Regions from separate parts of the Mus musculus genome. Here region 2 is linked to region 1. Evidence: chromatin contacts called from public ChIA-PET data. All regions are on one chromosome and are shown on one strand. The core of a region is the stretch at or near the end of the contact, and the rest is flanking DNA. Distances in the headings are between cores, read along the strand shown.

The links. ChIA-PET counts read pairs in DNA pulled down with a chosen protein or histone mark.
Region 2: an RNA polymerase II ChIA-PET map of memory CD8 T cells shows a contact between it and region 1, with 13 read pairs. The contact joins the enhancer-like site here to the promoter of Hbp1 in region 1. A contact is called at or near these places in 2 of 15 datasets of contacts at CTCF or cohesin (CD8 T cells and the NIH/3T3 cell line), 7 of 484 Hi-C or Micro-C datasets (CD4 T cells, the HPC-5 cell line, bone marrow-derived macrophages and 3 more), 2 of 115 datasets of contacts at active chromatin or transcription factors (the HPC-7 cell line and memory CD8 T cells) and 3 of 9 other capture datasets (adipose tissue, bone marrow-derived macrophages and embryonic stem cells).

Annotation. Positions count from the first base shown.
Region 1 is chr12:31,947,790-31,953,000 of GRCm38.p6, reverse strand. It overlaps Hbp1 (high mobility group box transcription factor 1), which reads left to right and starts at 2,756. Exons shown (of 11, transcript NM_153198.3): 1 at 2,756-2,805. The coding sequence starts at 2,791.
Region 2 is chr12:32,006,682-32,011,908 of GRCm38.p6, reverse strand. The region is part of intron 2 of Prkar2b (protein kinase, cAMP dependent regulatory, type II beta); the gene reads left to right. Among named protein-coding and RNA genes, the nearest start is that of Prkar2b, 52 kb to the left of the region's middle. Within about 2 kb of position 2,483, at least 75 of the 459 cell types and tissues checked have an H3K27ac peak or open chromatin away from gene starts, as enhancers often do. A contact at or near this core is called in CD8 T cells, bone marrow-derived macrophages and memory CD8 T cells, where this site is marked.

The sequences.
Region 1 (5,211 bases), core at 1,507-4,006:
ACCAACTAAAATTTGTTTAAAACAATTTCAAACTGTTGGTATTTTGATTTTTTTTCACATGTTAACAGATTTTATACATGTGCACAATATACACAGTAACCAAGAGGAGGCATTAATTTTTTTTAATGTTAATCTTAGCCTGAAAATATCTGAAGAATAAGACTTTCTAAGATGTTATTGATCTTTGTTCTGGCTTTTGAGTTGGCTGCTTTTGTTGGTTAACCAAGAATTAAATGATGATCATGTTAAATATGCACACGGCACTAGGTGTTCACTTAGTTCCTCAAGGAAGTCCAATGGATTAAATATCTGCTGCAAGTTGGGGGTGGGGGTAGATTCTAATAAGTGCATTTATCTCTGATTAAAGTATCTTAATCTAACTTATATTTAATGGCATGGACATAAGATAAACTATGACAAATGTTTTAAATCTTTGAATTTTCAGAAGGAGTCAATAAATAGTATTAAATATATGAATGAATGGGAAACATCTACAGTTAGTAAGACATCATAATTAACATGCAATACCTTTATCTGAAGTCAAATTTATTCTTCCCACCCTGGTAATTTACAGCTAAAAGCAAAACAAAACAAAACAAAACAATCCAACCCACTACGGCTTTTGGTAAAACCTGGAAAGTCCTGGAGAGTGTTTTTACGTTTGGACCCCCCAGCCCCAGCCCCCCCCCCCCCCACCTCTTTTCCTAAGTATCAGGGGAAGTTGGTGTTGGAGTTTACATACATGCTCATGAGGACCGGGTAAGTCAGTGGCCCAAGCTTTCAAGCTTTCAGTTTTGGAAACACAACCTTTTAGTTTTGAGAACATATGAATATCACAGGCACTAGTTTTAAAATATTAAGCATACTCCAAGAATAGAGGCTACTATTGTTTAGTTAAGAAATTAATATTGGTGTTTCTGTTTTTAAGTTATGGGTCTTGCTGGAATTCCACTACAGAAGTACCACAAACACGAAATGAGTGAAGCACGGTCATGCTTTTTGGGATCACTCTACAGTATCTGAAAGTTGTACACTAGGGTCTTACTTTTTTACTCGGGGGTGGGGGTCAGGCATTTTGGGAGGGTTTTCCTCTGGATTATTTTGAGGAAAACAATGCTTGTGAACAGAATATTTGTGAGCAGAGTATCAATCCCTGCTCACTTGGGCCGGCTATTTTAGAAATAGTTTCCACTTCAAGAGTCCAAAAGCAGAACTCAAAGGAATTTGAAACCTTGTTTCAACCATGTACCAGTAAATCTTTTGTTTACTGGTTTTGTTCTGTAGCTTTCAGGTCTAGAAATGCGGGCAGTTTTGAAAGATGACCTCGAGCTCTTCCCTAAATTGACTTGAGCAGAATTCGTACTCCTTTCTTTCTCAATTTCAGCACATTTCTAGTAATAGGAAGAAATAAAACCTAATCCATACCCTACATGATTAAACACTTCATGTTCAAAGAAAAAAAGCTCAATAATGCCTATAGTAATGCTTATAATGTGAATAGTAAAAATGCCAATTACAGACTGACTGCACCCAGATGCTATGAGCAACCTCCTTTAAAAGGAAGCAACTAACACAGAAAAGCCATTCCCCACTTTTGGTAACTCCCTTAGAAAAATCAGGAGGAACTTCTAGTAGAAACAGAGTGGAAAGGCAGTTTTCTGTCTGAACGCTTAGGGAGGGAGAGACAGTTAAAAATATTCACCAAAGACACAAGTAACCTAGCAACTAACTTCGGACAAATACAGTCTATCTACACTCCTCTGTATTAATTTAAAAGAAAATGTAGGCCAATAAGGAAACATCGCTTCGAATGCCTCAAATTCAAAGCAATAGTCCAGTACTCTAAACAGCTGTATAAATTCTTGAGTCCGATACTGTCTCATTCTTAAACCCTACAGTACATGGCACTTGGCTGTGTCTCAACTAATTCTGGTCAAACTGGACACTGGTAAATCTTCCCCAGTTGTTGTTGGCGGCGTATTGAGTCAAGGGCTGGTTAAGTTTAAAAAAAAAAAAAAAAAAAAATCTGTCTAGCTCATCTGCTAAGGGAGGGCAGTACTGAATCAACTTTTGTAATCCCCAACGTGCTTGGGCCGTGATTTGTAAGTGATCAAGTCCCTGGCTAGCCTGCACTGCTTCCGCTTGTGCAGTCATCTTCTTCCCCTCGCACTAAAACAATACCTTGGCCACCAGCCAAACTTTGAGCAGCAAGCGACTCTGCTGTTTATGGCCTGGAATGGGTGCTGAAATACCCAACCAAGGACGCTCTAGGCCCTCTGGGAGGCCTAAAGGAAGAGAGGTGGCCCTGGCTTTAAAACACTCCTATCCTCCGCCCCCTCCCTTTTGTCTCAGACACCAAAACAAACGAGCTGATACACGTGTCCCTATGACTCTTGTTTACTATCAAGACTGCGTTGTGCGCGTACCTCTGGGATATGTAGTTCAGTCAGCTCCTCCCCCCCGGTAATTTCCTCAGCTAAGGAGCAAGGCTGAGACTACTAACCCACAATCCACTTCGATAGCAAAGTTTGGCTCCCGTCCCCCGTGTCTCGGCAGCAATCCAATCCAAAGCGCTTTCTGTAGTGATTGACAAGCCACCTTCTCCAGTAAACACAAGAGAAAAGTCAATACATGCCCGCCCACCGAGACGGACTACGGCACTTTCCAATGGAAAGGCGGAACCTTAGAGTGGCAGTTCTTCAGACCAATTAAAGACGAGAAAGGTGGACGAAGGCTCAGCCCCCCGGGGGCTTCAGGGGAGGGGGAAGACGAAGCTTGAAAGACTTGGTAATGGCGACGGGTTTGGTAAGTAGGAAAGTTTCGGCTGAGGAGTAAACGCGGCGGTGGGAGTCGCGGCGCGCCACAGAGAGGTGGGCAGCCGTCGGGAAACGCGCAGGCAAGCAGCTGGCGACGCTGTCGCGACAGACGGCCTGCGTCCTGACTCTGTGTGGTCGCGGGGTTTCTGAGGGGTGGGGGGTGGGCAAGGGAGGGGCTGGAGCTTCGGGGCCGGGCAGCGGCCGCGAGAGCGGAGACCCTTGGGACTCTGGGCACTGGATCCCCTGCGCGGAACCCGCCGTCCGGGCCTCCCGGGAGCTCTCCGAGCCTGGACGGCCGCGGCTCCCAGGACTCGGGGTGGTGGGGGTGGCGGAGCTCGGGGCTCGGTGGCGCTCGCGGTGGGGGCCGGCGGGGAAGGGGCCGGGGCAGGGGAGGGGCCTGGCGCTCCGGAGGGCTCCGGAAAGTTTGCCTCGCCACTCCCCGCTGCGGGGGCCGAGGGCGGACGCCGGCCGCGAGCTCCAGCGGGCCGGGGGCTCCGGGGAGGCGAAGCTGCCTCCGGGGCCCGGGCCGGGCGGGGGAGCTCGCGGAGCCGTCGGGCCCGGGGCTCATTGTTACGCAGTTCGAATGAATGGGCTCCGAGGCGCCTGCGCGGTGCGCGGTGGGGCTGCGCTAAGGGGGAAAAACAAGCCTGGCGTCCAGGCTGCGGTCACATGATGGGGGGGAGGGGAGGAAGCGATGAATGGCGAAAGAGGTGGGGGTGGACTTGGCCGGCTCCGGGAGGCGCTGCTCGGCCTGACCCGGCGACTAGGCCCGCGGGCGAGGCCCGGCTCCTCCCTCTGCAGGCCGATTTAAACAAAACAAAAAGGAGTTGGGGCGCAGCCGGCTTCCCGAGCCTCGCTTTCGCGTGCTCCCGGCGCTGAGCGCTCCGGAGTTCACTCCCTGGGACTTCTCAGCCGGCGAAGGCACTGACAGCTGGGCGGGACACGGTTCCTGGCACTTTGTACCTGCTGGGGGGGACTCAGTTGGGCTTAAGGGAGCTTTATTCTCTAGGGAGAGGGGCGGGGGTTTAGGATGGGTTACAGTCGAAGAATGATTTTAGCAATTATAAATACTTAAGTAGTTACAGCGGTGATTTGGAGCCGTAATTTTGTGTTTTGGTTCCGGTGTTTCACCTCTCCCTTTAACCCCAGCTTTGTCGAACCAAGAGTATTGGGGGAAGTGGAGTTACATTGAAAAAAGAAAACTTAAGACAAGTTTTCGAGATACCTTAGGCTTTTGAACATTACTTCAACTCGACTAGTAAATTTCAGAACCTTTTTAAATTTTTTTCTATTATAGCTCCCAGTTTAGTTTTATAAACCTATTTATCTTTTCTTCCTGGGAAAGCCCTTCCTTTGTTAACTTCCCTGACTTAAATACAAGGATGCCCTCTCAGTGTTTTTTTTTTTTTTTGTCATACATTTCTCAAGTGAACTTGAAAGGCAGTTTGTTCCGCTCTTAATATACCGTCAGATTATCACTATTGTATTTTATCTTTAGACTCTGGGCCTGAAGGTTCTTTGTGTGCACCACAATCTGGTCTGTGTATCGGCTGGAAATAAAGATGTCAGTACTCTCTTACAAGTTCTCCTGTTATTCCCCAACTGCTAATAAAACAACGGCAGATGGTTTCTGTGTTTTAAATTTCACATGTGTACAAGAAGGGGAAAACAAATCTCATAATTCAGAAAATTTGAATCATTTCAATTGTTACTACCCAAAGTCAGTAATAATTCCGTGTACTTTCATATTTTGTTCTGCATTTACTTTACTCCTGGTCATACTTTATATTACATTTTCATTATGGAAGTTAGAATTTTTTAAACCCATACCTGGTCTGTAACCCCAGCACTTGGGAGGTATAAGCAGAAAAATGGGTCATGACCTTGGACACATACTGAGTTCCAGACCAGCCAGGGCTACTTGAAAAAAAGAGTGAAATTTAAAATTTAACCTTATTAGAGCATTTTTTTTTTTTTACTTTTTTTGGTTACTTCAGTGTGTGTGTGTGTGTGTGTGTGTGTGTGTGTGTGTGAGAGAGAGAGAGAGAGAGAGAGAGAGAGAAGACAGATGGCATAGTCTTCATTGAACTACCTGTCCTGAAGAGTCTGATGTCTAATCCAGGCTGGCCTTGAATTCCTGTCAGTCTTCCATCCTTAGCAATCCTTGAAAATAAAAAGCTATTAACGCTGCTATAGAAATGCTGCCTTGCTTGTTTGGTGATCTGTAACTCACTGTATAGACAGGCTGGACTAGAACTCACAGTGATCTTCCTGCCTCTGCCTCCTGAGTGCTAAGCCCACCAGGTCTGAACAAAAAAAAGAAGAGGCTGTTTTACAGGTTGTCGTAATATGAAAATGTCCAGGATTGTAATTAAGTTTAGGAGAGTATTTTCTG
Region 2 (5,227 bases), core at 1,234-3,733, 59 kb before region 1:
GGAGCTTCAGTTGAGGAAATGCCTCCATGAGATCCAACTGTAAGGCATTTTCTCAATTAGTGATCAAGGGGGAAAGGCCCCTTGTGGGTGGGACCATCTCTGGGCTGGGAGTCTTGGGTTCTATAAGAGGGCAGGCTGAGCAAGCCAGTAAGGCACATCCCTCCATGGCCTCTGCTTCAGCTCCTGCTTTCTGACCTGCTTGAGTTCCAGTCTTGACTTCCTTTGGTGATGAACAGCAATATGGAAGTGTAAGCTGAATAAACCCTTTCCTCTCCAACTTGCTTCTTGGTCATGATGTTTGTGCAGGAATAGAAACCCTGACTAAGACAGTTGCCCAGCATGGCTTTGGACTTCTTATCCTCTTCCCTATACCTCATAATGCTGAGATTAGAGATGTGTATACTATCTTAGGTAAATACTGTTATAAAACTGTAAAACTTGTTTGCCTATAGATGAATTATATAGTCTATCTAGCCCACATAAAAGACACAGAAACTTGGTATTTTGTTTACAAGCTATAAGCCTAGGTTGGGCGGGTTCTGTGCTGTTCTCTCACATATACAAACCCTTTGTCCCTTGTGACTCACTGTTTGAGTCTCGCTCAGGCTGCTTTTGCTCCATCAGCTGTCCTTGGGGTGCACTTCTCTGGGCCACGTGCTGCTGGTCCATCTTGTCTAATGGAGGCCTCCTGATCTCTTTGTCTTCTTTTTCCATCTTCCCGTGGTCTCTCTCATTCGATTTTTAAGTTCCACCTCTCTCTCTCTACTATCCAATCACAGGCTCTAGCCTTTTATTAACCAATAGCTTTAAACTGGGGAGCAAGGGTTACCCAACAAAGGCCAGTGTATGTGAGAACACACTTGTCTGGACAACAACCAGATCTTGGGGTTGAGACTTTAGCAATGGCATACATAGTGACAGACCAACCCCCAGCGTTTGCCAACATCTCTGAGAGTTTCTTCCTCTCCTCTTTGTAGCATGTTTGAGAGGGACTTCCACACGCTGTCAGTGTGGTGCACAGTGTTTCACAGGGTTCTTAGACAACTCATCTTTGCTCTCTCATTTTTCCAGTGGAATAATTTCTATTGATCTGCCTTTCAAGTTCTTTGATTCTGCTTTTAACATTGGCTCCACTTGTTTAGTGTCTATAGAACCGTATGCACGTGTGCACATAGAGATGCAGAAATACTTGCCTGTGCATGTGTATGTGAAGACCAGAGGTTGATGGTCGGCCTCTTCCTCGGTCACTTTCTACCTTACTATTTGAGATAGGGTCTCTCACTGAACCCGTTTGCTGACTGGCCATTGAGTCCCTGGGACCCTCCTGTCTCTCCACTCTCCAGTGCTGGGCTTACCTGTGTGTCCTGCCATACCTGGCTTTACTTGGGTGCTGGAGACGTGAAATGGACCTCACGCATGCGCAGCAAGCACTTACTCACTGGCCATCCCTCTAGCCCTAGTCTTCGATTCTTCCTTCCATTGAGCTGTTCTAATGACTTCAGAACCAAACCAAACCCGAGTTGTTACATTTTTCAACACGTTTTCCCTGTGACCCCTTCTTGTAATTTTCTCTTTAATGAAGCTGATTACTGAATCACTGATCAGCCGATCAGATATGGTTTCCTCTGCCTCCACGAAGGAAATAGCCTCTTTGAAGTCTTCTCTGTGTCCAGTCAGTTCTTTGTAGCCTGTGGGTCACATCTACTTTTTCTCTGCATGTGTCATGTTTGCTAAGAGCTGGACAGTTTAGGATCTTTACGGTAATGTTTCTGGATCCCGAGCTCCCCTCTCCAGGTTGTGGACAGTTTAGGATCTTTACGGTAATGTTTCTGGATCCTGAGCTCCCCTCTCCAGGTTGTGGACAGTTTAGGATCTTTACGGTAATGTTTCTGGATCCTGAGCTCCCCTCTCCAGGTTGTGGACAGTTTAGGATCTTTACGGTAATGTTTCTGGATCCTGAGCTCCCCTCTCCAGGTTGTGGACAGTTTAGGATCTTTACGGTAATGTTTCTGGCTCCCGAGCTCCCCTCTCCAGGTTGTTGCTTCCTGGCAGGTGGGAGAGCCGACTTGTCTGTGCTTAAATTCCTGTGTTCCAGCTCGCTGTGGTTTGTGGCTTTGAGGGTTGGCTTGTGTCTGCCTGATGTTATGGTCAAAAGCCACTCACAGCTGACAGATCCTGTGTGAGTTTGGGAACATTTAAATTTCAGGCAGTTTTCAAGGGGAGGTTTGGCATTTACTCTCTGCTGGGTCATCTCATGTCCCCTCTGCCTGCACAGAGATGGTCTCTATTGCCCTGTTGACTTCCAGGTGTAGGTAGACGGCTTGGGCCCTGCCAGTTTCTTCTATGTCCCCACAAAGCATAACCACAGCTCAGACACATGGGAAAGTAACCAGACTCCTAACTGTCTCGCTTTCCGTTACATTTCTAGTTAGTTTACTGAATCTAGGGATGACACCATCTTATGCTCTCTAAGCTTCAGGCCTCTTGCTTGTCTTTCACCCAGGTCACTGTAACCAGCAGTGCTCAGGGCAGGAACTGTGTGTGGTAAGTGAGTGTGTGTGTGTGTGTGTGTGTGTGTGGTGTATGGTGTGTGGTGTGTGTGTGTGTGTGTGGTGTGTGTGTGTTTGTGTGTGTGTGTGTGGTGTGTGTGTGTGTGGTGTATGGTGTGTGGTGTGTGTGTGTGTGTGGTGTGTGTGTGTTTGTGTGTGTGTGTGGTGTGTGTGTGTGTGTGTGTGTGTGTGTGTGTAGTGTGTGTTGTCTGTTTTTGTTTTGTTTTTTGTCTGTTTCCATGTTCACCTAGAATGGCATAGCGAGCAGCCTTGGGCAGGGATGCCAGTGATTTGCACTGTGTTAACTGAAAATCTGGTCTTTTTATGAATAAATGCTTCTATATCATATGCCTTTCATTTCCAGAGTGCTGATTTCCTCCCCTAAGTTCCGGATAACTCCTCTCTGCCTTTTTGGTGGTGGGGGTGGGGCAGGACCTACCACGTTCCTCATTCCACTAGGCTGTCCTGGAACTTGCTGTGTAGACCAGACTGGCCTAGAACTCGGAGGTCTACCTCCCAAATGCTGGGGTGCAAGGCATGTGCCACCATGTCTGGCTAAAGATGTTTTTTTTTTTTTTTGCTGCATAAAAATTACAGGAATGAGATAGACGTGGTGTTCATACTGAGGAGTGGCCCTTCTGTGCTAGTCAACCACTGGATCACTGGGCTGCATCCTACCCACCATGTTGTTCTTTCAAATAAATGGTGTTAGTTTTATTAGAAACAGTTTTTAGTTTTACTGTGGCATTGTTAATGAGTTATTTTCCTAAAGTATTTGGGAAAAATTTGGCACCTTGATTCTGTTAGTTTTAGAGATGGTATGTTTTTAGGAAGTATAAAATATTAAAGCCAATTTGAGAAAAGATGAGATACCTTAAAAAAAAAAAGATGGTTAGTAAGATACCGTTCTTGTGGTTTTAATTCCTTCTTGTACCTGAGATGGGAATAATTTGAGGCAATTTAGTAATCTTTTTGAAGTATGGATGTTTAAAGATGTTTGAGAATACATTTTAAATTATTATGATGGTGATGATGGTGGTGATGATGATGATGATGGGTTTCCAGACAAAGTTTCTCTGAATAGCCCTATTGTCCTGGGACTCAATCTGTTGACCAGTCCGGTTTTGAACTCACAGAGATCTGCCTGCCTTTCTGATTGTAAAGTGAAAAAAAAAACATGGAAGGGTAGGTAGGAAAATAAGAATAGTCATAATCTTTCTATAGAGCAGTACCTGCTATGTAAACATTGGTATCCACCTTGACAGCCATCTTTTATGCATACGTTTTTTATAAATATACAATATACACCTGCATTGCAAATGACTATAAAAACATTTTATAAGATATTACTGAACAGCAAAGTTCTTAATCGAAAATGAAACCTTATTTACTTTTTTTTTTTAAGAGTATCTCATGTAGTCCAGACTGGCCTCTGATCCACTGTGCAGCCTTGAATTCCTAATTCTCCTGCTTCTCCCTCCTCAGAGCTGCCGTCACACCGGGTTGCTATGGTGCCTGGGATTGATTCTAGGGCCTCCTGCATACTGGGCAAGCACTCTACCAACTGAGCTGTACTCTTAGCCCCTCAAAGAGTAATTTAAAAATATTAATAACATACATGAATACATATCTTAATTATTTTTTATTTATTATTGGGGACTCTTTTTAACTATCGGTTTTTAGATGGAAGGACTTGAAGAGTACTTACTGAATTGACCTTGAGAATGTTAAAGGCTTTATCTTTTAAAAGATTTATTTTATGTACGTGCGTACACCGTAGTTGACCTTCAGACACACCAGAAGAGGGCATTAGATTCTGTTACAGATGGTTGTGAGCTGCCATTTGGTTCCTGGGAATTGGACTCAGGACCTCTAGAAAAGCAGTTAGTGCTGTAAACTGCTGGGCCATCTCTCCAGCCCTCAAAGCTTTTATTTTTGAGATAGGATCTTAATGTCCAGAGCGGCCTCCGACTCAGCTAAGGGTGACTTTGAACCCCCTGCTTCTGCCTCTGGGGTGCAGAGATGGCAGGCTTGTACCGCCTGCCATAACAAATTTATGTGGTTGTGGGGATCAAACCCACGCCTTGTGCATGCTAAGCAACTCCTCTCCTCGCTGAGCTACATCCCCAGCCACTTTCAAAGCCCGTGATACTTTTCGAATCTGGCGTCTTCCATTCCATTCCCACTTCTCACCAGCAGTGCTGAGGAATTTCATTCTAAACCTGTCTTTGCCATACTGTCTTTTAACTTAAACAAATTAACAAAAACAAAAAAGACCCAAAGAACTTTGCTAATTTATTTGACACAAATGTTTAGTAGTTTGTTCCTAGATTTTAATTTTTCCTTATTATATCATTCTATCTTAATTTAAAAAATTCACTTGATTCAGATCTTGGTCAGAGAAAAATGACAGCTGATAAAAAAGAATTTCTAGCAAAAGAGAAATTAGGATACATGTCATTATATATTATTGCTTTTCCTAAAGACACGTAAAAATTAGACTTGATAGAAATATGTTAGGACCTACAAAACTTTCACCGAATTTTATTTTCTTAGAACAGTTTCCATGAGATAGTATAGTTTGAACCCACAGGAAATTCGTATTTTTTTAAAAGACTGTTGAGTTTCATTTTAAAAATGAAAGTGGAGTCAGATATGATGGTTGTGGGGGCCTAATA